Linked DNA regions of Mus musculus: all the other regions are linked to region 4. A link is a contact called in public HiChIP or PLAC-seq and promoter capture Hi-C data. All regions are on one chromosome and are shown on one strand. Each heading gives the region's core, a stretch centred on a gene start, on an enhancer-like site or on the middle of the called end of the contact. The rest is flanking DNA. Distances are from core to core; before and after follow the strand shown. Region 1 holds the start of Adam32 (a disintegrin and metallopeptidase domain 32). Region 2 holds the start of Ido1 (indoleamine 2,3-dioxygenase 1). Region 3 holds the start of Vps36 (vacuolar protein sorting 36). Region 4 holds the start of Gpat4 (glycerol-3-phosphate acyltransferase 4). Region 5 overlaps Ido2 (indoleamine 2,3-dioxygenase 2). Region 6 holds the start of Tacc1 (transforming, acidic coiled-coil containing protein 1). Region 7 holds the start of Htra4 (HtrA serine peptidase 4).

Region 1 (3,194 bases), core at 121-2,620, 1.7 Mb after region 4:
TAATAGATTAAAATATTAAAATATGCATACATAAAATAATCAAAATTCAATATTTATATCCAATTGAATTTCATGAAGTTTGCTGGTATATACATATCTATATCTATGTAGATATAGATATAGATATCGAGAGAGAGATTTAGTATATATTAAATAAAAAGGCAAGGGAGTTGGGGTGGACAGATTAGAGGGAGGAAATGGAAAAGAATTAGTGATATATTTTAATTAAAAATAAAGAATAGTAAAGCTTGCTGGTGTGTTTTTGTTTTGTTTTGTTTGTTGTTGTTTTGTTTTGTTTTTCGAGTCAGGGTTTCTCTGTATAGCCCTGGCTGTCCTGGAACTCACTTTGTAGACCAGGCAGACCTGGAACTCAGAAGTCCACCTGCCTCTGCCTCCCGAGTGCTGGGATTAAAGTCGTGCGCCACCACGCCCGGCGCTGGTGTGTTTCGGCGCTGGTATGTTTTTGAATTCTACGTTGCAACTATTCTTTTTCCGTTTGTCCAGTGTGAGTGTAGTAAGCAGAGAGCTCACAACTACTTGAAAAGGCTTCTAAAGTTCTCCTTCTTGCACTTCTACTCAAGCCTGCAGCACAAGACTGGAAGCAGTAGCTACACAACCTAGTTGTCCTTTATTGAAGCACAGGTTCAGGAGATCCACAAAATGCAAAGCGACGCCAACTTTCTACTCCCCCCCCCCCCCCAAGAACGGTTCTTAGTTTTGAAGCGTGTTAACACCTAAAGGATATGAGGCTGATATTTTAGATGTTGCTATACATTCTTTATTCTTTACTTCTAATAAACCAGGAAGAGAACACTCAGAGCCCCAACCATGCCTTCTTCACCTTTCAAAAGATGCATTCCACAGCTTCAACAAATTAGCAGACCTCAGAGCTAGAGGCAAGCGTTGGACTGGCACCTGCTGGACAGTTGGACTCACAACAGCTTGATCATTGCCTGTCAAGTAGCCGAGCCCTACTTGATTCCAAAACTTAAGCAAGATTCTGCCCCTTCCCAGCTTCCACGCACCGCTGCATTTTCTCTGAGCCTGGGGGTTTGTGGCTTAATGTCTTTTCTTTCCTATTTCTAGAAGAACTATTATTGCATGTACATCGTGTTAGTAAAGTTATCTTGTGGAAACTGGGTATTTGTTTTTTTAGTTTAAGTGGTTTCCAGAAGCTGTTGGGAAGTGTTCTTTTGGGGTCCATTTTTTGAGCTTTATGATGTGCACGACAGACCTACAAGAAAAGTGCCCCCAATCTCAGAGAACCCGCCTTGCGGAGCGCTCACCGGGTCCTGATGCCAGCAAGGCCCCCAGCTCGGCCAGCAGCAGCAGCAGCAGTGTGTGCAGCATGGCGCCCAGCATGGCGTCTCCTGGAGTACCTAGACAGTTGTAAAGCCGTTGCGCGGGGCTGTGGGGCACGTGCCAGGGGCCACCGTGGGCCACGTCCTTGGAGCGCCCTAACCCCCTACCCCGCCTCCATCCTCCCCCTCCACCACCTACCCCAGCTCTAACAGAGCCAGGCTGCTTCGCAATGAAACCCGCATGCGCAGTACTGGAGAGGCTGCGAGGGCGCTCAGGTCAAAAAAGTACACACATACGTTTATACTCTTTCTAAGGCTAAACTACGACTGCATTTTAAGATGCGTGGACAAATTTTTCAAGAAAGCCTAAACTGATTTTCTTCCTTGGGGTCTACATTTCCACAGGCACACTGCTCCCATGGACCGCCAGGCTTCCTTCCAACCTGGTTCTCCGTGGCACTTCAGTTAAAATTCATATACCTTCCTTTTTTAGGAGCTTACCAGAATGGTTAATTTATACAGCAATGGCAGATCCTTGACATAAGAACCTACATTTTAGCCTTTGTCCTAGCTGGAATGGCAGCGCCCTAGTCACATGCTTCTTAAGTCAAGAGTCCTGTCAGTAAACTACTTTCTCCTTAGTATTTCTGAGGGCTTGTGGCCTTCAACACCGCCATATTTCTCACTAGGGCTGGTTCACCAGTGTTAGTACACACCCAACTGCTAAAGTACTTGAGTATCCTGAAAAAAAAAAAAAAATGAACAGTCTATCTTTTAATGTGTTTTCCTTAAGTGCAGTCACATTTGCCAAAAGCCCTAACACTGAAATTAAGAAGAACCCAAATAGTTATGTATTTATAAAGAGGACGACAAAACAAGAATTTCAAGTATTTTATTTGTTGTAAATGTTTTTATTTTAATATGTATATATACACAAACAATATTATTTTAAAAAACTAATGAAATTCAGTTAATATACCTATTATTAAACTTCTTTATGAAAGATTATGAAAAAATTTAAATGTTTAAAATTTTAGTGTCAATATCATTCCTTTCAAAGTACAAATTCATTTTAATACAGCTGAGAGAGTAATCCCAGAGACCAGTATAATTCTGTAGTTATCTAAGGAAACCACTGCTTCCTTCCTTTCTCCAGCCTAATGTTTACGAAAATATTAGTCAAAAGAGACAGGACCCAGCACACCTTAGTAAATGTAAACATTCTAGAGGACTTCACATCAAGCTTTGAAATTCAGAGTTTAGAGTTAAAGTGCTCATGAATTCTCAAGTGGTTTGGTAACACCTCAACTGTTGGAAGTATTCTCCCTGCTCCTGTTCGATCGACACCTATCTGCTTGGGTATACTAAACACCTCGTACCATAGAGTGTGCACTTCAAACAAAACAACACTGCTGCAATGCTTTACCATGATGCATAAAGAAAATTGAGAGTTGAATCAGTTCCTGTCATAGTCATTACAGTTGAAAAGATATTTGAAAATGGAAGCCCATAACTGATTGTGTTAAATCGATTTCTATCATAATTGTTATAGTTGAAAGATCATAAAAAATGGAAGCCAATAACTGAGTACACACCATATTTCACACTTTCCAAGTATATCATGATCTAGTAATTGTGGTTCTTGTGTAAGCTCCTTCGAGATATCTGCTTCTTTGTGCATTAAGAGACATAAGTCCATATAAATGGCTGTTAATCCATGCAAGATGAAAATGCAGACGTTATTGGCAATTAGTCTTCCTAAGTTAATACATGTTCAAATGGTCAACCAGAAACTATTAATGGTAACTGGGGTCAAAAAGTCAGGATTACGTTTAGCGCATAGTGACAAAGCTTACACTAATACAGTTAATTTGAGAATCATTACAGTAACAT
Region 2 (3,180 bases), core at 35-2,534, 1.4 Mb after region 4:
GGAGAGCCTGAGGCTGCATGCTAAACTGTAGTCCCGCCCCAAGCAGCAAGCCACTGGATTGGATGGGAGCTGCGCAGGATGCTCCTCGTGAGCACTGCGGGGTGCATGCTTCAGATCGCTCCCGGCTGGGCGAGCTGATACAGGCTCGCTGCTACCCTTAATTCTGCAGTGTACCCGTGCCTCGCCTTCCCGGGAACTGCCTTGGTTTTCCATATCTGATCCCAGTCTCTAGCCCACTGCCCCTAGATCTGTGCCTTCCTGGCTCCATGGCTCTTTGCGTCTGGGTCCTAGAGTCACCCGAGCTCAAAACGTGCGACTGACTACTTACTCTGTTCGGGTCTTAGTGAGACTAGGTGAGCATGGGGCACCTCTAAACGAGTATTTTGCTTCTTTGCTATTTTCCGTAAGTGTTGATAATGAAGATGTGAATGATAAATTGGTATGCGTGGCGTTTTTGCAGTCCAATTTAATGACATAATTTTTGTTTGTTCAGTGCGTTCTCAGCTTTTGTTTTATTTAAGACTGTCTGGCCTTGAATTTGAGGCTATGCCCCTGCCTCTGACTCCTGGGTGATGGAACTATAGTTGTTTCCCACTGTACCTGGTTGAGACACGAGGCATTTCCCCCACATGCACCGCACTTGGATTCCAAAACTTGCACAAAAGCACAATCAAGGTTGTTCATACCTTCCTTTGGATTATGCTTGGCAAACCACAAGCATTATTAGTATGAAACAAAAGTTGCTTGATCTATCATCTCATATACTGAAATCAGTGAGGAGCACAGATCGATCCATTTGATAAGGTTCAGAAGAGAAATGTTTCTATGGCTCTGGGCATTTGAATGTTGCTGTTTCAGGACACCGTGCTGGAAAAGTCATTGTGACAAACTGGCTTCCCTTCTATGAGCCCGTTTCCTTCACGAAACTAAAAAGACTTCTCATGTGCCCCTTCCCTCACCACTTCACATTTCCAGGTTAAGAAAGTAAGGGCTGGATTTTGAGGAAGAAGAAGAAGAAGAAACACTGAAGAGCAGCCAGGCTCCCTTTTTGTAAGTGGGCTCTGAATTTGACATCACTCATTCGCTTAAGAGAACCTGAGACAGAGCTGCTTACTTAGAAATTCATCTGTCGAGATAAATAATGAGGACAAAGCAGATTTTCACTTTTCTTACCAGTGGATGTGGTAGAGCAAAGCCCACATCTTCATCTATGTGGTGGTCTTCAAGGATCCTTCTAGAACCTTCTGTAGGAGATATTTTACTGAGTGCCATTGCTGTCTACTCCACTGACCCCCCACTTGGCCACTGAAGGAATGTCCCAGCATCTCTTATAGGGTTTAGCCAAACCCCACAGCTGACACGTAATACTCGGGGAGAAGTGGCTTCCACCTGGGACAGTTTCATTTTCTGTTTTATGTATTTGCAATTTGATAAACAACCAAACCACAAAGGATCTCTCTTCGTCATATGAAGAAACTAAACATTTGTGTTTCTTATCAGATTTATCCCATAAGGACATCAACTGTTGGCTCTGATGGCCTCAGCTTCCCAGTGCCAATTATGGTGACCGAGTGCACACTCAGGCCTCGGCCCTGGAAACCACCCCATCAGTGGTTTGGGTGGCCACCTGTTACCCCAGCAGGAGGATTGGGTGTTCAAGCCACAAAGTGCCCAACTCACATGACAAGAACCATGAGGACAGGTGACCAGGAGAATGCATTTTGCTTTAGAAAACGTTCAGAGTTTGGGTTTAAAATAAAGACAGCCGAACTAGCAATAGCTGTCCGTTATTGGCTTTCACACGAGGGAACTTATGTCCTGTTTTAAATGTCAGTGTTTTGTCTCTCCAGCTCTGAAACACAACCTGGGACACACAGGAGAGTCAGCCTCAGAAGTAGCACAGAGGGGGATCATCACCAGACCCTTCCCCCTAGTTTTCTTCCCTAGGTTCTTGTCTGTGCTAAGGCTAATGGAGGGTTCACTTCTTCACATGATTTGTAAGCCATATCTTGGAAGGTGGTCCACCTTTCCTACTCTATCTGGCTGCCAGGGACCGACTCCTGACAAGCTCTCAGCCCTGCCCACCTGGAGATTCTCTAATGTGTTCAAAAGTAAAGAGCAGCGTCAAATAACTAAAAACATTCCTTGCAATACAAAATTGAGACTCTGGTAAAGGTGTACAGAGAACTCCTAAGTTTATGTCCACTTTGATGAAATGGATTTTGGGTTTGTTGTTGTTTTGTTTTGTATGGGTTTTTAATTAATTAATTAATTAATTAATTAATTTTAAGAAAGTGCCTCGCCAATTTGTAAAACACATGAAACTGAAGAAGAACGAAGACCAAAGTGTGGACACTTTGCCCCTTCTTAGAATTGGAAACAATCACCCATAAAAGGAGTTACAGAGACAAAGTTTGGAGGTGAGACAAAAGGATGGACCATCTAGAGACTGCCATATCCAGGGATCCATCCCATAATTAGTCTCCAAACGATGACACCATTGCATACACTAGCAAGCATTTGCTGAAAGGACCCTGATATAGCTGTCTCTTGTGAGACTAGGCCGGGGCCTAGCAAACACATAAGTGGATGCTCACAGTCAGCTATTGGATGGATCACAGGGCTCCCAATGGATGAGCTAGAGAAAGTATCCAAGGAGCTAAAGAGATCTGCAACCCTGTAGGTGCAACAACATTATGAACTAACCAGTACCCCGGAGCTCTTGACTTTAGCTGCATATGTATCAAAAGATGGCCTAGTCAGCCATCACTGGAAAGAGAGGCCCATTGGACAGGCAAACTTTATATGCCCCAGTACAGGGGAACGCCAGGGCCAAAAAGTGGTAATGGGTGGGTAGGGGAGTGGGGGGGAGGGTGTGGGGGACTGTTGGGATAGCATTGGAAATGTAATTGAGGAAAATACGTAATAAAATATATATATTTTTATATATATATAAAAGAAAGTGTCTCGCTCTGTAGAGCCATGACTTGTTCTTGTGAAATACCGAACCAAACCAGAAACCACATCATCCCTTTTGATGACCAGAAAGGGTTAAAAAAATCGTATAGCACATTAAAAGACAATGTGCAGGCTTATCAAACAGACCATTAGCTCTTGAAGCAAATTAATGAACCATGGCTCTGGAACAGGTCTAGAGCAGCTCTGACATTGTTAGTTTAT
Region 3 (3,045 bases), core at 293-2,792, 1.0 Mb before region 4:
AGGATTGCAAGCTGATAAAACCACTTTGGAAATCAATCTGGTGGTTCCTGAGAAAATTGGAAATAGTTCTACCTGAAGACCCAGCTATACCACTCCTGGGCATATACCCAAAAGATGTTCCAACATATAACAAGGACACATGTTCCTTTATGTTCACAGCTGCCTTATTTATAACAGCCAGAAGCTGGAAAGAACCCAGATGTCCTTCAACAGAGGAATGGATACAGAAAATGTGGTATATTTACACAATGAAGTACTATTCAGCTATTAAAAATAATGACTTCATGAAATTCTTAGGCAAACAGAACTAGAAAATATCATCCTGAATGAGGTAACCCACAAAAGAACACACGTGGTATGCAGTCACTGATAACTGGATATTAGCCCAAAAGCTCAGAATACCCAAGATACAATTCACAGACCACATGAAGCTCAAGAAGAAGGAAGACCAAAGTGTGGATACTTCAATCCTTCTTAGAAGGGGGAACAAAATATCCATGGAAGGAGTTACAGAGACAAAGTGTGAAGCAGAGAGTGAAGGAAAGACCATCCAGAGACTGCCCCACCTGGGAATCCATCCCATATACAGTTACCAAACCCAGACACTATTGTGGATGCCAAGAAGTGCTTGCTGACAGAAGCCTGATATAACTGTCTCCTGAGAGGCTCTGCCAGAGCCTGACAAATACAGAGGGGGATGCTCTCAGCCAACCATTGTAAACCATATGTAGCAGATGATGGCCTTATCTGACATCAATAGGAGGGGAGGCCCCTGGTCCTGCGGAGGTTTGATGCTCCAGTGTAGGCAGGAGTAGGTGAGTGGGTGGAGGAGCACCCTCATAGAGGCAAAGGGGACGGAGGAGAAGGGGAGATGGGATGAGGGGTTGTGGACGTGTAACTGGGACGGGGGAATATAATTTCCAATGTAAATGAATAAAATGATTAATACAAAAAAGAAAATTATTTTTTATGTGTATGGGTATATTGCCTTCATGTATATCTGTCGCATTAAATGCATGTTTGGTGCTTTATTTCCATGTCACCTCCATCTATCTGGAGCTATTGGTCATTTTTTAAAGGTGGGTGGGTAGGTGGGTGAGGTGGTTCAGCTGGTAAGGGAGCCTGCTGCTAAGCCTCATAACCTAAGTTTGATCTCCCAAGATCCACACGGTCAAAGGAGCAGCTCTCATTAAACATCCTCTGACTCCCACAGGCTAGCCCTTGCATGTTCCCGACGCACACAAACCCTCATAAAATAAACAGAATGTAATAAAAATTAGACTAAAACAAAAACCGGAGAAGAGTGTATTACATAATATGCTGGTTACAGATATATTAAACACAACCTCTGCTGTCAACACTTATTTGGGAAGAAATAAAAAAAAAGTCCTTATTTACAGCTTTTAACAAGCATGTCAACAAGTTTGGCAGTGACAGGGGAGCAAATGTGCACGCGAGTGGCAGCCGCCAGGGGGCGCCGCCTGTCCGTGTCGGGGCGCCCCACCCCCGCCGGCCACCAGGGAGCGCCGCTCGCAGCCCGGGAGCACCGGCGAGCGGCAGAAGCCGGCCGGGTGGCGGCCATGGACCGCTTCGTGTGGACCAGCGGCCTCCTGGAGATCAACGAGACCCTGGTTATCCAGCAGCGCGGGGTGCGCGTCTACGACGGCGAGGAGAAGGTAGGGAGGAGGCCGCGCCGACCCGCGGCCCTCGTGCTGGGCAGGGCCTCACCCTCGGCCCTGGGGCTACCGGCCTCGGCCCGCCGCTCCAGCCGCACGGTGGACAGCGGAGCCGGGGCGCGGGCGAGCGGAGGTCTCGGCGGGTCGCAGCCCGGGACGGTACAGTTCCGCCTTGTGGCGAGCGAGCGCGCCACCGGAACGCCGTCCCCACCCTCCTGCTGGACCGGTGATGATTTGTTCTGGGCTGAGCCGGGGTCCCTCGCCCGGAAGGATTTCCGAAGGAGGCAGCAGGGTCCAGCCCCATGGGGTTTTCTGCTTGCTTTGTAATTACTTTAGGAAGTGGGCTTGAGGCTTCGTGTTCTGTTCTAGGAAGTCATGCAGTGAGCCCTTGCCTTGGAATGCAAGCTTAAATCTTAAGAGCCGGGCTCGCGAAGGATAAGAGAAAAACAACGAATTCATGTATTCTGTGCCTGGAAACCACATGCCATCTTGTCCTGAATTAAATGTACGACCTGAAATCAGGAGTGGCAAAAGAGCTCGCGTCCCCAAAAGCACTTTTAGTCTCCAGTTTTCACTTGAGGCATTCTGTCTTCCTCGCTGTGGTGGAAATGAAACCTCCCTCGCTCTGGAGTTTGATACACCTAGTCAGTGCTTACAGCTAACCCAGGTCCGCTCTGACTTAGGGTATTTTCCTATTGTTTTCGAGGCAAGCTCTTATCCGAGACTGCTTCAGTAAAGTTTGATTTACTTTTTAAGTAAACTTAGACTGTTCTGGGTTTGAGTAGCAAGTAAAAACCAGCCTAACTGGTCTGTCAGGTTGAGATAATAATCCACGGGAGACCCCAAAAGGGAACGATTGAGCAATCTCTTCACTACAGCAACAGCCTTTCACATTCCCCCTTGCTCCTTGACACAGCAGTGGTACAGACTCTGGCTTGAGCTTTAAATGTATAGCCTAAGCTTTGATTTCTAGAGGAAAAATGCAATGGTTCTTAGAACTGTGTGATCTACGGGCACATCGTGCACTTTCTCCTCTTTCTTTCTGTCTTTCTTTCTTTCTTTCTTTCTTCTCTCTCTCTCTCTCTCTCTCTCTCTCTCTCTCTCTCTCTTTCTTTCTATAGGGTTTCTCTGTATAGGCCCGACTGTCCTGGAACTCACTCTGTGGAACGGGCTGGCCTCGAACTCAGAAATCCGCCTGCCTCTGCCTCCCAAGTGCTGGGATTAAAAGAGTGCCCCACCACTGAGCGGCCATCGTGCACTTTCAAGTTAACATTTGTTTTGGAAATGTGAATTTTTACTAATTAACAAAAAAGAGATTCTTAAATTCGGTTGTTTGGTTTTGTGTAAGTCAGATTGGCTGAGACACTTA
Region 4 (3,014 bases), core at 504-3,003:
CAGAATCTTATCAAATGGCTCTCAGGAGCCTCTTGTCTCTGCCTCCCAGCAGTGAGACTACAGGTGAGAGCCATGTCTGGCTTTTTACATGGATGCTGGGGATCTGAACTCAGGTCCTCATGTTTATATAGCATTTACTCAGAGCCAGCACCTCAGCTCAAGGAAGAACTTTTAATAATAGGGTACCTTTCAACAAAAACATATTACGATTTTATGCAATGCTACAATCTTCATTTTGAAACTTAAGCTACTTTTGACTTGTAAAGGCTCACTGTCTATCAAAAACATGGAGACGGGAGATATACAGCTCATTGGTAAAATTAAATAAACCACAAACCTCCAACACACACACACACACACACACACACACACACACACACACACGGCGCGCGCTCCAGTGCTAAATTTTTGTTTCTTCCTGAGACAGAAGAAGTAAAATAAATGAAGATGCAGATATTGCATGATTAACCCCAGATGTCACTGAGCATATATAATAATGAGCATACGTTCCTGGTTTTGCATATTTGAAATTCTCCAAATTATAGGTCTGAAAAATTACTCTCAGAAAGAGGAAGGATAATTTAGCAGGCAGGATTACAGTTTTGACCATAGTCTTTGGTCGCAGTGATTTTTATGCCTGTCTTTACGGGGTTGCGATACAATCTCGAAGACACGCTAACTCTGCAGAGACTCTTAAAAGTTCTGCTCAAATTAAGGAAAACGAGCGAAACCAAAGTTCTTCAAAGGCTATCTACCGGTAATACGCAAGAGATGGGTATGGGATGGAACTTAACGTCCGCGAAGCCTGACAATTTCACATAGATTATTCTACAACCTGTGAGTCACCAATGTAATATCCAAGTAAGATGGAAAGTGAATAAATAAGTCAAACTTCCAGGTAGGATGCTACTACCACTGAGGGCATGGAACCAAGGCGAAAGGGAGTCTGGGGTGTGAAGAAGGCTGGAATAGTGGCAGTTCTAGTTAGTGGCTCAGGAAAGTCATGTAGCATCAAGCAGGGCTGCCCCTATCCGGGGGCAAACCTGGACACTGGGACTCTCCAATGCGGGAAGGGGGAGAGGGGGCAGACCCGAAAAAGAAGACAGTGTGAGCACAGCACGGGATAAAGGACGGATTCTGGGGGGGAAACCCGTTTCCACGTGATCTAACGCCGGGTTCTCAGCCACGTTCCTCAGCTCCGGGCCACACCAGGCCGAGGCGGCGAGCGGCCTGCGGAGAGGAGCGTGGTCGGTTGAGGAGGAGAGAAACCGGTCGGGGAGAGAGGAGCGGGGCGGCCGAGGAGAGGAGGGAAGGGAAAGAAAGGGCCGGATGAGGACAGCGGGGCTGGCTGAGCCAAGGAGCCGAGCGGCAAGGAGCCGGGCGACTGGAGAGGAGATGAGGCGGCAAGAGGACAGCGGGGCTAGCCCGGGAGGAGAGGAGCGGGGCTGGCGAAGGACAGGAGTGGGGCAAGCGGGCGTGAAGGAGCTCGGACCGCCCGGCAGCGGCTGCCCCACCGGCGGGACCCCGGCCCGCGGCTGCCGACCCCGCGTCCCGCCCGGGGCCGGGGGCGTCCGGTAGGACCAGGTCCATCCAACTCACCGGCCGTGAGGCTCGGCTCCAGTCCTCGGTGACTGCCGCTCCCGCCCTGCCCTGCCCGCCGCCGGCCCAGGCGTACGTAAGAGCGTGCGTACGCCCGCCCGTCTTTGTCTACGCCGCTGGACGTGGACCCCACTCCCCTCAATCCCCGCCCCCGAGTCCCGCCCAACCGCGCTTGCGCGGTCTCCCGGAGGACCCCAGGGTGGGCGGGGCTCCGGCGATGCTCGCTCCTCGCACTGATGCTCGCCAGCGTGAGCCGAGGTCGCTTTCTGAAAGCCAACCGGGGCCTGTCTGAGCTGTGTCCAGAACAGGCATCGTTCCCGGGGAGAGGGAGAACCCGGCATGGCGAGGTTCATTTACTGAGTCTTTGTGGGACTTTGTGTGAGATTCGGTTCCGGCTGGCCACGAAACGTTAGCCACCATCCCAGCACTACCCGGGCATCCCGGAGCTTCTCTTAACGTAATTGGCTGGTTGGCCAACTGCAGTTTTCCAACCCAGCCACAGTTCTAACTAACCTCTCCTCAGACTGGAAGCTTCAAAGACAGGCTTGTTTTGCTGACGTGGGTCCTTTATAGTGGAAGAAAGAGAAAGAAGGGATGGGGGACACGCCTCTTTGGCCCACCCCACCCCCTTTTAAGACAGGACGTCTTGTAATACAGACTTGCCTCAAAAACTGCGAATTGCCCAATGACCTTCAGTTTCTGCACCGACTGCTTCCACCTCCTGAAGTGCTGGAATAAACTACCGTCCCAAGTTTTATAAAGTGCTGGGGGCTGGAACTCAGGGCCTCGTGCATGCTAAAAGAAGCACTCGACCAGCTGAGCCACATTCCCAGCCTCCGAGTTTATTGCTTTTGTATACTTCCAAGAGTACCTAACCTTTCCCCTAATTCAGGACTTAAACCTCCATTTGTTGATTTCTTCACAAACTTTTACACAACTCCAGGTATGTAACTATAACAGGAATACAAGACATATTTAATGATAATAAATTTATTTAAAAGCATTTTTGCTATGTATTTGTAGCTTTCCTATATTAACTATTAAAGCAAATTTGCATATTAATGAGATGGATGTGTTTGCCACTCTATTAATTTATTATTTTATTTTTGGTTTTTTCGCTGGCTGTCCTGGAACTCACTCAGTAGACTAGACTGGTCTTGAACTCAGAAAAACGCCTGCCTCTGCCTCCCAAATGCTGGGATTAAAGGCATGCGACACCACTGCCCGGCTGCCACTCTTAATATAAAGAAATCAGCTAAATATTTGATACCAAAGGATATAAAACATAAAGTTTCCCAACGTTTTAAATTTTATAATTGTCAATGCTGAGAACACCGTTTCACAAATACCTTGTACAAAACAATATTAGTAAGTTTATGAACATTTCAGAAATTATTAGAGATTCTGCCCTAATC
Region 5 (3,270 bases), core at 106-2,605, 1.3 Mb after region 4:
TAAGGCCACTGATCAGTTTAGCTTTAATGTGGGAATTTCCCTGACTCATCCGACTAGATTGAGCACAGCCACAGGAGCCCCTTTAAGAGAAATTTCCTCTGGCGGTAGTCAAGAGAAAAGTCAGGAAAATGTGTAATTCTAGAAAAATGCCAAGTGCCAGTGCTGTGTCAGGAGTCAAATTGGGGACATGGTGGGGAGAGGCAACAGAGGACCTAGCAGGCCAGGAAAACTCTAGTCTGATACTTGCAAGGAAATAAAATTTTCAGTTCTAGACACACACGTACACGCACACATGCACGAATGCACACTTTAGTTTTTCTCCCAATGGGACTTGGCAGTAATGGTAATAGATTCGGCATCTGGTCTGTCTCTTGCTGTCTCCAGGCACAGCTTGGATGCTTCTGATAACATCACCGGCACCTCCAAGTCAACAAGACACAAACGTTCAAAAGTGAATCGGCTCTGTTGGTTGGTGAATTGGATGGCAACCTGGTTAAAGCTTGTCAAGGTAGAAATAACTGGGTGAAGACATGTGCTTGATGGAGCAGGGGGCATGCGAGGTAGGCAGACAGACAGAGAAGTGTATAGCCGTGAGACAAATCAAGGGTACCTGCTACCACCATAGCAAAATACTTCAAGCTGAATATGATCAATCATACTGTATTTCTCACAACTCCGAAGGAGAGGGAGTCTAAGATCAAGGCATTGATGGTTCTGTCAGGTGACAGCCTGGACTCTTGTCTCCTGATGGGTCCCCTGAATGCTATGTCCTCAAAGGTCAAGGGACAAAGAAGTAGCTATCATTTTCCAGCCTTTCTCTCCTCTACCCTCCCTTCCATCTCCTCCCCACATTCTCCCTGCCCACTCTCTCTCCCATCTTTAATTTTTGCCCCTGTCATCACGTTGGGGTTCTCAGAGGGTCCATGGTCTCCCTCTGGTGGCTGAAGACAGCCCCTTTTGCCCCTTTTGGATTTAAGTTCCCAGCTTTGTTGGAACCTTTTTCCTTCTGATCATTTTGGGGTCCAGCCTCCTAGAGTGGACCCAGGTGGTGACTTTGCCAGCTTGAGTCACTTGCTATACTTCTTACTTTAGGAAGCTTCTGTCTGTCTATCCTCGCACAAATCTGGGGAACTCTACAGGTCTCAAGCAGGAAACCAATTAAGCTGTACTTACCCAGAGAGGAAGATCCGGATGACCGAGTAAAATATGTCTGGGTCCACATAATCTGGAAAGCAATCAAATGTGAACTTTACCATGGGCAAAAAGCAATTGGCCACATGTGCCTTGGACCCTGCTGTTTTCCCAGGGCTTCCCACTCCTATCTGATGTATGCAGATCCCAGAATGGCAGCAGCAAATACAGATGGAATGTTCTCTTGAAGAGCGTGTGGGCTCTCATAGGGCTGTTAATCCGTTCCGTATGCTGGCCCCCTCTGTTTGCTGTGCAGCAGGGTTTTGTACTTCACCACCACCAGTGAGAGACTATGAGCATCCTTTAAGAAACATTTCAAATAAACAGGATATGCAAGAGAATATGAAAAGCCGAGAGAAGGAAGAAAAACAGAGACCACTGCTTTCACAAGAGAGGCAGAGCAAATGACTGACATCCAGGAGTTCCTCTATCCCACAGGGCTTTCCAGGGGTCACCACAGGTCAACAGAGCTGTTAGCCCCAAGCTGCACCGACCAGTCACATTTGGGGAGTATGGGATTCCATATAGGACTTCCACCTAAGGAAGCACGCCATCATAGCTATCTTAATTCTCAATGTCTTTGGTCTGCTTTGAAAGGCCAATCTTGCTACATTAGTGAGTTCCTCTACATTCTGGGAAATTAGACCACATTTATTTCATCCAAATTAAAGCTTATATCTCTTTATTTCTGAAAGAAACATCTTTAGATAAACTCTAACAGCACACCCTTCACATCTGCTTGCTTTTCCCCCTTTGCGCACAGAATCCAGTTCTTGTCTCTTCTCCCTGTCTGTTTTCTCTGAAGCCCTGATAACCTGAGATGTACAGTCTCAATGCTTTCAGACACTCCTCAGTGTGGCCACCCCCCTTCCTCAAGTGTGACTCCTCAGTGTGGTCATCCCACACCCCCACTCTTCACCAGTGTGACTTCCTGACTCCCTAGGGTGGTCACACCCTCTCTTCTCAGGTGTGACTCCCCAGGGTAGTCTCACCTCTCCTCAAGTGTGATTCCTTAGTATGGTTACACTCTCCCTTCTAGGGTGTGACTCCCCAGGGTGGTCTTCACCAGTGCGACTGTGTCCCCTGAGCTAGCCTGTTTTCTGGGACCTCCCCTAGACTTTGATGTTTGCTTCTTCTCCAGATTGTTAAGTACAGTATCCAGCCCTTTGCATAGGAAGTGGGATGTGTATGCATTACTATTTTACACAACTTAATGAATTAAAGGTAAAGCCAAGTGATCATGTTGATAGATACAATAGAATTTACATGAAAATATAAAATATATTCGGTAGATATTTCAAAAGTGATTCATAAATATATAATTAATATATAATATATAATATAATATATATGTGTGTGTGTGTGTGTGTGTGTGTGTGTGTGTGTGTGTGTGTATAGCCAGTTACAGACCCTTTGTTCTACAATGGTATCCTGTTTGCAAGATATGCTAGTGCAGTTGTACAAAGTTTATAGAAGCATCTAAGCTACGTCTGATTTGACTTAAGTCCCACTCCACACAATGGAATTCATGCCCGAAATTGATTGGGTGACCAACATGCTGAAACTAGATAGCCCAGGGACCTAGGGGGGAAACTAAATAATATTGACTTTAAAACAAAAACAAAAACAAAAACAAAAAACAAAACGCAACACAATGACTCTTGATGATGTTCTGCTGTTCTCAGAGATCAGCGCCTTGCTCCGTCACCATCGGACAGGCTTCCTCCTGCAGCAGATAGGAAACAAACGCAGAGACCCACAGCCAGACAGTGTGCAGAGAGTGAGAGACCTCGGAACACTCAGTTATAAATGGTCTTTGATGTTTCCATCAACCCCCACCCCTCAGTGCTCAGAGAACCATATGGTAGAGAAAACAGAAATTAAGAGTTGGGCGGAGGGGGGGGGGTGAAGGACACCAAGAAAACAAGGCCTTTTCAATCACCAAGGTCAACGAAGTCACAGCATGCACAGGGCCTTCACTGGTCTGCACCACACAGGGTCACAGCTGAGAGGAGAAGTGGACACAGCACTCACCCCTCACCCAGATGCTGCCTCCAAGTGACAGCTACTTGAAAACAA
Region 6 (3,219 bases), core at 340-2,839, 2.0 Mb after region 4:
CAAATCCAAATCAGCAAGGAGCCAGTTCATCCTGTCTGAAGTGGTCCTCAGGGCACGCACACATCCTTTTTAAATTTTTCTTTTTCTTTTTCTTTTTTAAGTTAAAACCAAAAAGGTAGAAAACTCAAGTTTTGTTACCTTGGGGTTTGGCCTCGGGTTCTGCCAATCCCGGTGATGAATCACAAGACTCCTTGAGAGGCGATCTGATTGGAGTTTCAGCTTCAGGAGTCTCAAAATTACCTTCAGAATCCGAGCTGCCGAGGGGGAAAAACGAGGCATTACCACAGTCAACGGTATTTCCAACTGCCTTTAAAACGTACTCAGCCACCAAAGTGCAAGTACAGCGCCTCTAACTTTACAACCAACCAATCCTCAACCCAGCCTGAGAACGGCTGCAGCATTTTCAGCGATGCCCAGCATCCTAGCTCCCCGAAATCTCTTTCGTCCTCTGAAGCTTCTCACCAGGACCTTTTTTTTTTTTTTTTTTTTTTTTTTTTTTTTTTTTTTGTCATCGCTGCCTTTCACACGCACAGACACACACACAAAAAGACTTCCCAATCAACCCTTTCCAGGGGCGTAAAAATTAATATCGCCCCACCCCCCAAACTAAGCCAATTCTAGCTATACTGTTCTTCTCCGTAGGCCTCTACCTGTCTGGAAGTCACTGGAAGCTGAAAATGCCGTCACCTGCCTTCCACAATCACACGTGTGACAGCTCAGCAGAGACCACCATTTCTCACCAGCTGCCAGGGACCTGTCATCACGCGATCCTCTTTTACCAAGGCTGCATTTTAGGACACTGCGGGGCCAAGAAGGGCGGTGGAGCGACTTCTTGCCCACAAGGGGAAAACGCTACAAATCGCACCTGGCCTTATCAACTGCCACTACCCGGTGCCGCTGCGTCGGAGCCGGGGTGTCGACGCTTCGAGAAAGCGACCCAGGCAAACCGGGATGCGCAGACTGCGGATTCGGGGCTGGGTTCAGAAAGCTTACAGCGAAGACAGAGGACGAAAAGCACACGGGCAGACAGAACATCCCGAACTTTCGGGTACACAGCGGGGACCCGGCTGCGGGCAGCAGAGCCGGGAACACGGTTGCGCGCACACAGCATTGACCGCGGTGGGAGGATGGCGCCCGCCTGCATCTCGGCTGGGATGCGGTGTACTTGCCTGAAACTCAGGGATTTGGTCTCGGCTTGCGAGTCCTCTTCCTCCTCGGGGTCGCCCTCGGGACCTCCGGCTTCGTCCTCTCCGGCGCCCGAACCGCGCACCGCGGACCACGTCCACTTGGCCCACTGCACGGGCGACAGGATCTGCCAGGGACTGAACGCCATGAGCGCGGCTGCCGCCCCTGCGGTGGGGGAACGGCGGCCTCTTCCTTCAAAATGGAGGGGCCTTGACAGGCGCCGGCAACGTCGCCGGCGACCCGCGGATGTGGCTCAACGAGCGCCGTCGGGCCGGGCGCAGCGCTTCCTCCCACGGCCCCGCAGCGCCGCTCGCCCCCGCTCCTCCGGGCCGCCGCGCCGAAGCTCGCCCCCGCGCGTGCCCGCTCGCCCGCCCGCTTCTTCCCCCGCCAGCCCTGCTCCGCGTCGCTGGGCTCTGGGGTCCGCTCCCGCCTGGAGCAGCCTCGGCCGCCGCGGAGCCGCGCCCCTGGAGCCGCCCCCTCGGACCGAACTACTGGCGCGGCGCGCGGGGGCGGCCGCTTGGAAGCGCGCTCCCCCCGCCGCGCTGGTCGCGCCCGGCCTTGGGCAGGGGCTGCTCGACCGCGCTCGCCCTCCCCGCGGGATCCGCGCCTGCCGCGCGCCGCGCGCCGCCGCCGTCCATTTCCGAGCGTGTGCGCGCCGCGGCGCTGTTCCTCTTCCCCTTTTATCTGTGTTTCCTGCCGCTAGGACTTAATGGCGTGGCTGAAGCTGCGCTGTACAGAAGTTAAGCCCCTTATTTAAAAACAAAACAACTCAGAACCTCTGTAGAGTGTTGTACCCGATCCTTGACACTGGTCAGCGCCATCCTTGTTACGCCCAGGATTTGGAAGGCTCCCAGGTTACAGAAGAATTGAAGTTGTCTTGCCCTCACCAAGCCACACTCATGAGGGCTCCGGAGTGCCCTGACCTGGGATAGATGCAAAATTGCCCCCTGATAAGACGGCCTGAGCCGTTTCCTGTTGTTCTTTCTTTTCATAACTTTAGGCTTTTTTCAGATAATTCCTGGGTCCTTGGTTTCTGATGTCCTTTGCTTCTTCAGTACAGAGCCATCAAGATCTGGTGACAGTCTTCAGAATAAGGCTTTTACCTCTGAAGGTGAAGAGAAGAATTTTCCCCCCTTTATCTTTGAAGGATTCCACTAAGAGACTGCCCCAGGTCCTCTCTCCCAGTGAATTCATTTCCTCCAAAGCCAAGTTTGAGACCATTAGCTCATCAGTGTGTTTTCCATAATACTGACATTTCTCAGTCTCAGAGAATCTGTGAGGTGGCTACAATTCCCACAGAGAGTGTGCCTCCAAAATTCAGAACAAAGTCAGGCGAAGATTTTCAGGATGCTCATGAGCTTACCCTGAAAGAAGCTGGCACCACGTCGTGTACTGCAGATGAATCACAAATGTCTTATACACTTCATAACAAAGACAAGCAAACATGTAAGATAAGGCTTGGCAGGTATCCTACCATAATAAAAAAAAAAAAAAGGCAGGAGTATACTTTAGAGCCCATTACTGCTTCTTGCCTGAGATAAACACGACTGTCAAAAGTGTTGAAAGACTTTTTTTTTAAAAATGTGAGCGGAAGTCATTTTGTTTTAGGTCTACAAGAACTATGCCAAGACTATCCAACTGTCGTTGTCTTGGGTTTATGATCAAGCAAATCTTCAGATTAGAAACCCCTGTAGCTTGAAAATAGTACCCATGTAAGTCCTTACCTGGGCTTGATCATTCCTCCTCCTCGAGACTGCTACCCTCTTTTTCCCTCCTCCCGATCCTCGTGTGCCTTGCATAGCTCCTGCACTCCAGAACTTCTCGGAATTACAGTTTGTCCCTCAGGGCTTTCTCTGCCTGGTTAATCCTGCTTCCCAAACCATCAGCAGCAGAGACCCAGATATAACCTTGATATGCCCAAGAACACCTAAGAGATGGTACAAACACAAGTCCACACTGGGGATGTACCCCAGAAGGGGCAGCATCTCCAGCAGGGCTCCCGGCCCTGAACTCCATTCCTAGCCCCGAAGCAAG
Region 7 (3,402 bases), core at 152-2,651, 1.8 Mb after region 4:
AACAAACTAAGTTTGCTCTCCATTTGGGTTTCCTTGCATGCAAGCGAGTGCTAAGGCTAAACAAGCCCACCAAATGCTCACTACTAGCTCCTACAGTCAGCCTTTAGTTTTGCTGTGGGATACCGGGGAGAAAGAAACACCAGTCACCAATACGCACTGCTGTAGCTTCAATTTAGAAGCCAGAATCCTTGCGCTTGGCTCTTTGCTCTTTAGCGAAATAACTCTTAGCAAGTCAGGTCTCCTGCAGGCTTTGCGGAATTCTACTGCCCACCTACACCCCAGCCAACTCTTTGAATCTGTGTTTCCTCACAGCGGTTTTAATGGTCAGAAATCTGGCAACCAGCAGGTGAGGTAGTTGATCCTAGATGGGACCTTTACCTGCGGAACAGCTGCAAGTGGACCACAGACGGCGCCACCTTCTCCACCACTGCGGCGATGAAGTTGTACTTTCTCCGGAGCCGCCCTGCTCTTGTGGTCCCTGTGAATAAACGGTCCACGGTGAGTGCGTCCCTGGATGCAGGTGTCGCATCTCAAAATTCCCCAGCATCTCCCCGTCCCTCTTTCTCTGAAGGTTCTCCAGACCAGGAGATGAAAGGACCCTCCCTGTCCTACCAGAGGGAAGAAAAGGAGAAAGGGAAGCCCAGTGGCAGCCAGTAAAGAGACCAAAATTAACCAGGCAAGAACACCAGGAACAACCACAACAGGTTGAATCCCTAGAGATGGCGAAGGAAGGCCCACTGAATTCGCGAGCGAGCGAAGTTAGAGCACTCACTTCATCTCCCTCTGAAAAGTAAGAGAAGTGTCAGGAGATTCGCCCGCGCCCCGCTCACCTGCTTCCTCGCAGGCACCCTTCTGCACTGGCACAGCCGGGAGCGCGCCCCGCTGGCGAGCGGCTCGGTTCTCCTTGCGGAGCGCACATAGGCTGGGGTAGGTGCGCCCATCGCTGCCGCACACTACCGCATCCTCAGCACCCTCCGCGCAGCCGCAGGTGCCCAGCCACGCGCCCCCCGAGGGATCCCGGGAGAACGGGGCGCCGCAGCGCAGCCTTGGGGCGCACGGCCGGCCCCGCGCCCCGCCACACTCCTGGCCCTCGGCCGCGGCGCACACTCGGCAGCAGCCGCAGCGATCGGGAACCGGCGCCAAGCCGGCCGAGCAGGTAGGCAGAGTCGGGCAGCGCGTGGGATCGCAGGCATCGGGACAGGGCAGCGAGACTCTGGACCTCCTGGCCTCGGCCCACGGAACAGGCACGGCTGGTAGCAGCAACCACAGCAGGAGAAACTGTGTTCGCACAGCCCACAACCGCTGGAAGCTCATCTTGCTCCCTGACCTCGTCGATTCGACTGTTTTTCCTGGCCTGGATGCTGCCTCAGCCAGCCTTCGGACTTTATAAAGGTCAGAGTCTGGCTCACTTCTACACACACACACCCATATATCACCCACCACCCATGCCATCCCAGGACAAGGGCCACCCACCCCAAAGCCATGAAGGGAGGGGTCCACTCAAAAACCAGTCTTGGGGCAAGGGAGAAACGTGACCACCCACCCACGGCCACGAGATCTGACCAGGAAAACACACAACCAGATTTCCTATTTCACATGTTTTTATTACAAAACAAGCAACCAACCAGTTTTTAGAAAATGACGTTTTGCTACATACCAATTAGGAGCTCACACAACGTAAGAAGCTGGAGTTTCCATGCACTAAGCTCAGTGCTTGCAGGAGGTGTTTCACGGCTCAAACACTGGCTCAAACGGGGCATGCCACACCTTCATAAACAGAGGGCCCAGCAGTCACACTGTGTGTTTTTGCCAAATATTCACTTGATTCAACGCCTACCTGGTATAAGTGACTATAATTGACTCAGGCAGGCAATAACACAGAGAGAGAACGAGGGACTGAGGAAAACAGATTTTGGGGGGTGGGGGTGGGGGAGGAGGTTAAACAGGCGACATGGGAAGCCTAATTTCAAAAACACTGCCGTCTGCTACCAGATAGCTGTTTATTTGGTTGACACTGAAAACAAGTATCAAGTCTACCGCTCAATTACCAGTCCACTGCTTACTCAGAGGGTCATATAAGTCCTGTGTAGAAAGGGGAAAACCAAACCAAACCAGTTTGCTTCCAGTAAACTAGGACGATGGACCTTAAATCTTCCCGGAGGGGCAGCCTTCTACTTGGAAGTAGAGCTGTCACTCCGCCACTTTGACCAGAGGTGCCACTTTAGTTTGCGGTCTCCCATATCCTCGGTGTGGTTCGGAGAATGAAAAACACACGCTTCTTTTTTTTTTTTTTCCCCTGATTATCACCTGACCCGAGTAAGCAAGTCCACCAAAGCATTGAAGAGTAATGGATAGGACATACTTCAGCTACAGAGAACAATACCTTCGAAGCTTTATAGAAGGACCCAACCCCAGAGACTGCTTTTATTCCACACAGGAAATGCAGTATCTTTTATAATCCAGAAATCCCTTCGGATTTATCCACAATCTATGCTTAACCACAAACCCACACGCCATCACACCTTGAAAACTAAAGGTTTATGCACCATCTTTGGCTCACATTAAAATACTGTCCTAGGCTGGATATGGTGGCATAGACTTGTAATCCAAGCACTCAGGAGGCTGAGGCAGGAGGATTATCAGTTCAAAGCCAGCCTGGACTCCGTAGCAAGACTCTAGCAAAAAACAAATTTAAAGGGTGTGTGTATGTGTGTAAATACAGACAGAAGGGGAATTCTGAAACAAGAATTGAGACTTTAAATGTTTTGAGGCTTCACAAAGATAATTATATTTTCTGGGCACCGCTATTAACAATGTTCTAACTTGCAAGTCTCATGTATGGGCTGGTTAGGATCACTGAAACTGTACTTTTCCTTTGTTTGCATAATATACACCGCATTGTGTTTAACATGATCTCAGAGTGTGTACCGAAACCTCTCAACTTTCTGTAAGGACCCGTTGATGCAGCACTAATAACCAAGCCAACAGTTTCTAAGAGAGGGACAGACAGATTTTGCAATTTAAACGCCAAAAGATGACCTCATTTCCTTGAGCCAGGGCATGTTCGAGGCCCTTCAGGAGTTCCTGATTTATTTTTCATTCGTTCCTCATCTTCACATTGAGCAATTCTGTTGAGCAGCCAAAGAATTTTCTAGGGGAAGATTTTAAGCTGAAACCAGAGACAAAGGGCACTGACTTTTGAAGTAGGTTGTAACCTTATTCGCTCCTAAATAAATAATCCCCGAACCCTGAAAAACCAAAACACACAAAAGTTTTTTTTTTTTTTTTTTTTTTAGGGGATGGGAGACACACAAGATCATGAACAGAAAGAGAAAGAAGCCCACTGATTTTTGTTTGGTTTTCTTTTCATCAGGATCACAAGGCCAGACAAAGTCGGGGGAC

The links. Promoter capture Hi-C pulls out the DNA fragments that hold promoters and counts their contacts. HiChIP or PLAC-seq counts read pairs in DNA pulled down with a chosen protein or histone mark.
Region 1: a promoter capture Hi-C map of 3T3-L1-derived adipocytes shows a contact between it and region 4, with 3 times the contacts expected there. The contact joins the promoter of Adam32 here to the promoter of Gpat4 in region 4. A contact is called at or near these places in 6 of 39 promoter capture datasets (the 3T3-L1 cell line, 3T3-L1-derived adipocytes, the C10 cell line and 3 more) and 2 of 115 datasets of contacts at active chromatin or transcription factors (astrocytes and large pre-B cells).
Region 2: a contact with region 4 is called in a promoter capture Hi-C map of liver, with 2.5 times the contacts expected there. The contact joins the promoter of Ido1 here to the promoter of Gpat4 in region 4. A contact is called at or near these places in 7 of 39 promoter capture datasets (the 3T3-L1 cell line, 3T3-L1-derived adipocytes, cranial neural crest and 3 more) and 1 of 115 datasets of contacts at active chromatin or transcription factors (astrocytes).
Region 3: a contact with region 4 is called in a promoter capture Hi-C map of pre-B cells. The contact joins the promoter of Vps36 here to the promoter of Gpat4 in region 4. A contact is called at or near these places in 6 of 39 promoter capture datasets (the 3T3-L1 cell line, the HPC-7 cell line, embryonic stem cells and 3 more) and 2 of 9 other capture datasets (adipose tissue and liver).
Region 5: a promoter capture Hi-C map of hippocampal neurons shows a contact between it and region 4, with 8 times the contacts expected there. The contact joins the enhancer-like site here to the promoter of Gpat4 in region 4. A contact is called at or near these places in 8 of 39 promoter capture datasets (the 3T3-L1 cell line, the C10 cell line, cranial neural crest and 4 more), 2 of 15 datasets of contacts at CTCF or cohesin (large pre-B cells and pro-B cells) and 2 of 115 datasets of contacts at active chromatin or transcription factors (astrocytes and embryonic forebrain).
Region 6: a contact with region 4 is called in an H3K4me3 HiChIP or PLAC-seq map of stem cell-derived neural progenitor cells, with 6 times the contacts expected there. The contact joins the promoter of Tacc1 here to the promoter of Gpat4 in region 4. A contact is called at or near these places in 5 of 39 promoter capture datasets (the 3T3-L1 cell line, the C10 cell line, cranial neural crest and 2 more) and 3 of 115 datasets of contacts at active chromatin or transcription factors (astrocytes, embryonic forebrain and stem cell-derived neural progenitor cells).
Region 7: a contact with region 4 is called in an H3K27ac HiChIP or PLAC-seq map of large pre-B cells, with 5 times the contacts expected there. The contact joins the promoter of Htra4 here to the promoter of Gpat4 in region 4. A contact is called at or near these places in 4 of 39 promoter capture datasets (the 3T3-L1 cell line, hippocampal neurons, liver and 1 more) and 1 of 115 datasets of contacts at active chromatin or transcription factors (large pre-B cells).

Annotation. Positions count from the first base shown.
Region 1 is chr8:24,947,434-24,950,627 of GRCm38.p6, forward strand. It overlaps Adam32 (a disintegrin and metallopeptidase domain 32), which reads right to left and starts at 1,371. Exons shown (of 22, transcript NM_153397.2): 1 at 1,287-1,371. The coding sequence starts at 1,362. It overlaps Adam9 (a disintegrin and metallopeptidase domain 9 (meltrin gamma)), which reads right to left. Exons shown (of 22, transcript NM_001270996.1): 22 at 2,178-3,194.
Region 2 is chr8:24,595,668-24,598,847 of GRCm38.p6, forward strand. It overlaps Ido1 (indoleamine 2,3-dioxygenase 1), which reads right to left and starts at 1,285. Exons shown (of 10, transcript NM_008324.2): 1 at 1,174-1,285. The coding sequence starts at 1,272. It overlaps Gm51565 (a long non-coding RNA gene), which reads left to right. Exons shown (of 2, transcript XR_003947523.1): 1 at 1-353; 2 at 976-1,777.
Region 3 is chr8:22,191,291-22,194,335 of GRCm38.p6, forward strand. It overlaps Vps36 (vacuolar protein sorting 36), which reads left to right and starts at 1,543. Exons shown (of 14, transcript NM_027338.2): 1 at 1,543-1,676. The coding sequence starts at 1,581.
Region 4 is chr8:23,206,700-23,209,713 of GRCm38.p6, forward strand. It overlaps Gpat4 (glycerol-3-phosphate acyltransferase 4), which reads right to left and starts at 1,754. Exons shown (of 13, transcript NM_018743.4): 1 at 1,600-1,754.
Region 5 is chr8:24,539,421-24,542,690 of GRCm38.p6, forward strand. It overlaps Ido2 (indoleamine 2,3-dioxygenase 2), which reads right to left. Exons shown (of 10, transcript NM_145949.2): 8 at 1,174-1,225. Among named protein-coding and RNA genes, the nearest start is that of Ido2, 35 kb to the right of the region's middle. Within about 2 kb of position 1,356, at least 9 of the 459 cell types and tissues checked have an H3K27ac peak or open chromatin away from gene starts, as enhancers often do. A contact at or near this core is called in hippocampal neurons, where this site is marked.
Region 6 is chr8:25,199,953-25,203,171 of GRCm38.p6, forward strand. It overlaps Tacc1 (transforming, acidic coiled-coil containing protein 1), which reads right to left and starts at 1,590. Exons shown (of 13, transcript NM_177089.5): 1 at 1,170-1,590; 2 at 139-254. The coding sequence starts at 1,333.
Region 7 is chr8:25,037,561-25,040,962 of GRCm38.p6, forward strand. Htra4 (HtrA serine peptidase 4) reads right to left here and starts at 1,402. Exons shown (of 9, transcript NM_001081187.3): 1 at 831-1,402; 2 at 379-478. The coding sequence starts at 1,314. Plekha2 (pleckstrin homology domain-containing, family A (phosphoinositide binding specific) member 2) reads right to left here. Exons shown (of 12, transcript NM_031257.3): 12 at 1,584-3,402.